Linked DNA regions of Mus musculus: region 1 is linked to region 2. A link is a contact called in public Hi-C data. All regions are on one chromosome and are shown on one strand. Each heading gives the region's core, a stretch centred on a gene start, on an enhancer-like site or on the middle of the called end of the contact. The rest is flanking DNA. Distances are from core to core; before and after follow the strand shown.

Region 1 (2,729 bases), core at 77-2,576, 170 kb before region 2:
TAAAAATGGTGACGTAGTGAGAAGTAACAGCCGGGATTTAATATGAGGAATGGAGTTTGCCTCGGCCCGAGACATACATTTCAAGTATTTTCCTATTTGATCTGAGCTCGCTGTAGCAAACCAATGCCAAAACTAATTATTTTCTTCCATACATCCGCTCAATGTCTGCCTGGTAGTGTGTTTTAAGCTCTTTACGTTTCAACTTGAAGGCATCTGTCACCAGACCAGTTTCGGGAGTCCATGGGTCAGGGCTCAAACGTATTTTTAGTGGAATTTCAAACTTTTCCAGACTTGCTGAAATGAAGAAAACACAACACTAAAAACCCACACCCACAAGAGATGAAGTCAAAGTTCTCAGCAAACGGGTGCTCTTTGAGGCCCGCCCACCAAGTACCCAACAGAACAAGCAACCCCAATAGCATCAGGCCCACTCTTGATATTCAAAGATATGTTTTTGAAATATGAGAACTATAATAGCAAAAAACATTTAACAAATTATTTATCCATAGGAGAATAAATTAAATAAATGATATAGGTGTAAGATATACAGAAAGCAGTTCTGCCATTAAAACAACTCATTTACATGGGGATCCAACCCATGATCAAGCTACAAAAGGACAGCACACAGCACTAGCAAGACAGGCGAGAGAGCATAGACTCACTGGGCCAGGACACACACCACACTACCCCGTGCAGTCCAGGGACTGGAATCTGAGAGGGAGGAGTTTTACTTCAAGGAGAATGAGATATTTGCAGGAAAATGGATAAATGTGACTGACCAGCTTCCTCAAGCTTTCTGCCACCCTGAGCTTCCCACCGTCAAGGACTGTAGCCTGAACTGTGAGCCAAAAGTCTCTCTCCCTTAAGTCCAAGTGCTTTTAGCAGGAGACAGGAAAAATAACTAAGACACTGGTAAATTCCATATTATATAACTATTATAATAGTGCCATGCATACAATTTAAAAGAACACCTCAAATTTTTAAAATGTTTATTTTAAACTCAGTTTAGAAGATACTGCATGCTCTACAGAAGGGCTTGCACGGTGGAAACCGTTTACAGGCAGGAATGGATGCATTCCAGCCCTTTTAAGCTAACTGTTTCATAGACGAGGACATTTTTTCCATCTCACTTCTATGGACTGGCTTGCCAGCATACTCACCTGAAATAGCAGCTTCAGAAAGCACTTTAAGGACCTCATTTTCCATCTCGCTGCTGTTACACAGCTCTTCCCAAGTTCCTTTAAATCCTTTTGTTCTAGCTAGCTCTGTAAGTTCCTTTTGATTTGGCACAACAAACCCAATTACGTAAGAATGGTAGCTGAAACACACAAAGGATAACTTAGTCAAGGACCAAAGTTAACACGTACTGCGCTTACTAATCGTCTTAGCACTCTATAGCCAACTCTTTATTACTGGAAAACCCACAAACATCCATAAAAATCACATGTCATATTTATCTCATGCAATGCCTCTGACCACTTAGTCACAGTACATTTGAGAGCTCTGGCAGAGTTCATTGCAAACAAACCGCAACCTGAGAAATTCTAAGTGTCTAACTACTATAAGTAGAAATATACACTTTTAAAGAACGTTTTCATTTTTTCATTTATCTTTGAAATGATTAGTAAATTCGTGGAATCGAGGTAAGAAGAGTAAAACCTGTAAACTATCTTTCTACAGAATTGTAGCAGCAAGTTTAAATCATGTGATGAGCCAGGTTTAATCCCAGCACTCAGAAGGCAGACGGATGTCTTAAGTTCAAGGGTAGCCTGTAACAATGCTATTGGAAGAATTGTATCATCAAAGGAACTTAGTATGCACAAAGACAGGCACTATTTTGAGAAATGCAGAACAGCATAATTGCTGGACAGAGAGCCTGTGGACCCCACAATAGACAGGCAGGAGGATTGCCATGAATTCAGGACCAGCCTAACCCTGAGGAAATGACAGCACCGTGACAAGAAAAGGACACTTGGAGTTATTCTTAAGTAAATAAAACCCATCTCTAGAGCAAAGCTGAAGAAAACAAATGGCTTTTTAAAGCGCAGTCACTGATGCGTCCATGTACAGGGTGCTAACTGGTCGAGTCTAAGCACATATTTCAAAAATCCCACCATCTTAGAAAGGACATAATAGTTGCATGCCTTTAATTCCAGCGGCACTTGGGAGGCAGAGGCAGGTAGTTCAAGGGTGGCCCAGTCCAGAGTGAGTTCCAGGACAGCCAGGACTATATAGCGAGAACTCACAAAACAACAAAATCCAGTCTCTGAAACATTTCTGGTTCTAATTATTTCAGAAGACAACTATTCCACCGGAAGCTCTACCTCCCAGGATGCAGCCCAAAGTCCTCTTCTAAGTTGATTGTCCTACGACACCCATGACTATGTCAGCTGCTACAGACAGGTTACTAGCCTTGTGCACAGACATGTGACTGTGATTACTGGTCATACGATTAAGTTACTTCACTTACTATTACAGAAATGCAGTCAGGTCTAATCTCAGATTCCATCAGTTCCCAATACACCTCTAGGCTTCTAAATTTACACTTCCATTCCCTGCTGCCTATGATATCCTGGGCTGTGAGGTTGTGGTGAGCCAGGCCAGCAGGAAGCATGGCCAAGCTGCAGGTCAGGACAGAAGAGAGGACTGTAGGGAGCTACTACTTATGCCCTTGCAGCTGACTGGGTCTGCAAAGCCTCCCTGTGCAGAGGTACTGAGGCAGCATAAGA
Region 2 (3,030 bases), core at 229-2,728:
TGTGGGCCAACTAGAGAGCAGGAAGTGTTCCCATTTCCTGTGGGTCCTGGCTTGTAACAGGTCCTATTACTATGGAATAGCTTTAGGAGAAGCTTCACATTATAGCAATGTTATTTGTTCCACCCACTGGGCAAGTACATATTTTATGCCCTGGGATCGCCCCAAGCTGTGCCAGGCACCAGGGAGAGACCAGCAAGCAGAGAAGCCCCGACTCTGTATTAAGTGAAAAGGCTCTTGGGGGAGAAGATTACAAGTGTTCCTGTTGCATACCACATCTCCAGCACCCTACAATGCATCCTAAAACAGGGCGATGCTATCTTCCAAAAAGACTTGCCTTGCCACTGCAAATACACCCATTTCTGAGTGTAAAGCGAAACGACTCTGGCCATTCCTATGGGATTCCAAGTGGCAGACTCATCCTGCTTCAAAAATGGCAAAACAATTCTGCACTGATTTAAGAAAAAAAATGCATTGATGTGACCTGAAAGACCTAGGTTACCCAGTATACAACTGACATGATTCGGTGACAAATGTTCTGTTTACGTAAGAGCCCTGTCTCTCCAGCTTTCTGTAAGCCAAGTTACACAGTCTCTAAATATCCAGCTGTGCCAAACAACAGCTGCCCTGCTCAGTGACGATACCACCCTAAGCCACAGAATTGCTCAGTTAGTGTCTAGAGGCGCTTTGAAGTTGGTATTTTGCTTTTGCTCTGAGCGCATGAGTAATTCTAAGACTTTTAGGAACCTGAAGAATGATATAGTCTCCCTAAATTCAGAAGATTTTTAAGTCTTAGTCATCTTCAATCCTGTGCTATAATCATCTAGTGTATTTTTATTTTCCACTGTTATGAACCAACCTTGGAGCCTTACCCATGGTAGGTAAGCATTGTACCACTTGGTCATAACCCCAGACCTCCATTTTCCTGTATTTTTATTTATCACAGTATAAAATAACAGCAGTGGTCTTCACCACTAATTCTTTTCAGCTGCAACTTGATTCTAGAGTCAAAACAAACAAACAAAAAACAAAAACAAAACAAAAACCAGAGAAATTATTTATTTATTTTCTCAACGATGCTTTCTTGCCTTCCTTTCTTATGCCTTGGAGGAAGGAGGTTATTTAAATACCAGAGTTTCGTGCTCCGGAATCCCATATTTCCCTTTGTGTTCATTGAACAGTTTCTTTAGCTCCTCTAGGTATGTCTGATGCAGCTCTTCAATCTGCTCTGAGGTCGGGTTCAGAGTCTGCTGAACAGGGATGGGGCGGCCAACTGTGGAAAACAGAGCACGTGTCATCCCTGAGGACAGCCACCACTCCACCCGCAGCCTGGGTCTCCCGTGGGCAGCTGAGCGCTGGGCTGCCAATCGGCTTCCCTCCAGCCCGCTGGCTCCAGTCCTCTCCTCAGCTCACTGGCTGCCTACCTCAGTCACACCATCCCACTCGACAACAAATAAAGAGTTTCCCTTCTCAGCAGACACTGAGCTGTCATTCTGTGGTTTGACTTCTGAGTCAAATGCGCTGCTGTGCCGACTGCAGCTGTGCGCAGAGTAGGCGTTGCTGCGAGCCACGTCACTCTCATTCTCCCCTGGGCACAGCTGACAAGCAAGACCACAGGGTTCTTATTGTGACTGACTGTGAAATGTTCAGGTCACGTGACATCCTCTATTATGACTTTTTAAAAAATATCTTTCAGAACAATTGAAAATGTCACTTACTTACAGCGAAGTCTCTGTGCGAGAAAGTCATCTAGTCACAAAACTGAAAGCAACCACAGCTCATTAGGAAAACAGTTACATAGGCTGAGCTACATTCCAGTTATTCACCGGAATCTTAGGCAGCTATCTTTTTTAAAAAAAGAAATAACAAATAACGTGGCACACACAGTGCCTAAAATGTCTAAGAAAAGTTGCAAAATGAAGTGTGATCCCATCTATAAAAAAATAAATTTCTAGGTGCACCAATATTTTCAGTGTACAAGAAAAACCTGGCAAGATCAACATTTTCCTTTGGGGATTGGGTCAGGGGTGGGGAACAGCACATTTATTTTACCTGTATCGTATGAATGTTCCCCCCCCCCAAAAGTATCTGTTTCATCTGTATAATTACAAAAATACCTATTGGTTGTAAATAAATCTGGCGGCTTCTGTACATATTTTAAAAGACGTTTACATAACAATCTCAGAATTTGGAAATTCAGAAATACAAGTCTTTGACGGCCTGTATACACTGCACCCCCTGCTGGCCTGGTGTTGCTATGCGCCCAAGGCCAGGATGAGCCGGGTGGTTAACTTCAAACCTTGAAGCAAACTACTCCTTCTGAAGTCATTCGCTTGGGCATGAGGACTGTGAGCGCCGCTGTAGGGGGGTGGGGGTGGGGGGATGCAGTACGCAAAGGGGAGTCGGGTGGGGGTGGGTTCCTTTGTCTTTCTTCAAGCTACATACAGAGCGAACCTGTGCCAGTAATGGAAGGTGGTTATTTTTTAAAAACCTAAGCAATCGTGAAGGAATAAAGAGGCAGCAAGTGATAAAGACCATGAATATGGGAGTTGAGAGGCACAGAAGGAAGGACTGACACTCCCTAATTGCTGAGTGTTTCACTAGACCGAGCCTCCAAACACTCGAGGGCAGTTTCCTTCGATCTTTACGAAGTCTGATTTATGCACAGTAGACACCAGTCCTTTGACACACATTAGAGAGAACTGGAGGAAACAAGCCAGTGCTGGCACATACCTGTAGTTTCAGCACTCAGGAGGTGAAGGCAGGAAGGCTGGGAGTTCCCGGGCAACCTTGGCTACATAGTGAGCAGGCTGGACCCATCTTAGTTTTCTCTCTGCCCTAAAGTTTCCTGGGCAAGGGATGGGAGAATACAACTTGTTCTATAAAGCTTCCTCGCAGTTGTGACCTTTGAGGAAGGAAATCTGAGAAATCTGTACACAGACGGACCAGTAAACTTGTAGTCTTTTAGAAATAGCTGTAGTTTTTAGTGAGACTACCTCAGGGAGAGAGGTCAACGGGACGGTGAAGTGGGGA

The links. Hi-C and Micro-C count contacts between places; a contact is called where the count stands out from the background.
Region 1: a contact with region 2 is called in a Hi-C map of the C2C12 cell line, with 5 times the contacts expected there. The contact joins two enhancer-like sites. A contact is called at or near these places in 1 of 39 promoter capture datasets (the C10 cell line), 3 of 15 datasets of contacts at CTCF or cohesin (large pre-B cells, pro-B cells and stem cell-derived epiblast-like cells), 43 of 484 Hi-C or Micro-C datasets (the 63-12 cell line, the AtT-20 cell line, B cells and 29 more), 7 of 115 datasets of contacts at active chromatin or transcription factors (a beta-TC-6 cell line, double positive thymocytes, embryonic stem cells and 3 more) and 4 of 9 other capture datasets (adipose tissue, embryonic stem cells, liver and 1 more).

What each region holds. Positions count from the first base shown.
Region 1 is chr1:78,703,823-78,706,551 of GRCm38.p6, reverse strand. It overlaps Acsl3 (acyl-CoA synthetase long-chain family member 3), which reads right to left. Exons shown (of 15, transcript NM_001033606.2): 14 at 1,161-1,318; 15 at 1-294. The coding sequence ends at 137. Among named protein-coding and RNA genes, the nearest start is that of Gm38631, 15 kb to the left of the region's middle. Within about 2 kb of position 1,326, at least 9 of the 459 cell types and tissues checked have an H3K27ac peak or open chromatin away from gene starts, as enhancers often do. A contact at or near this core is called in the C2C12 cell line and muscle stem cells, where this site is marked.
Region 2 is chr1:78,536,184-78,539,213 of GRCm38.p6, reverse strand. Mogat1 (monoacylglycerol O-acyltransferase 1) reads right to left here. Exons shown (of 7, transcript NM_026713.3): 7 at 1,041-1,270. The coding sequence ends at 1,116. Among named protein-coding and RNA genes, the nearest start is that of Mogat1, 27 kb to the right of the region's middle. Within about 2 kb of position 1,478, at least 301 of the 459 cell types and tissues checked have an H3K27ac peak or open chromatin away from gene starts, as enhancers often do. A contact at or near this core is called in the C2C12 cell line and muscle stem cells, where this site is marked.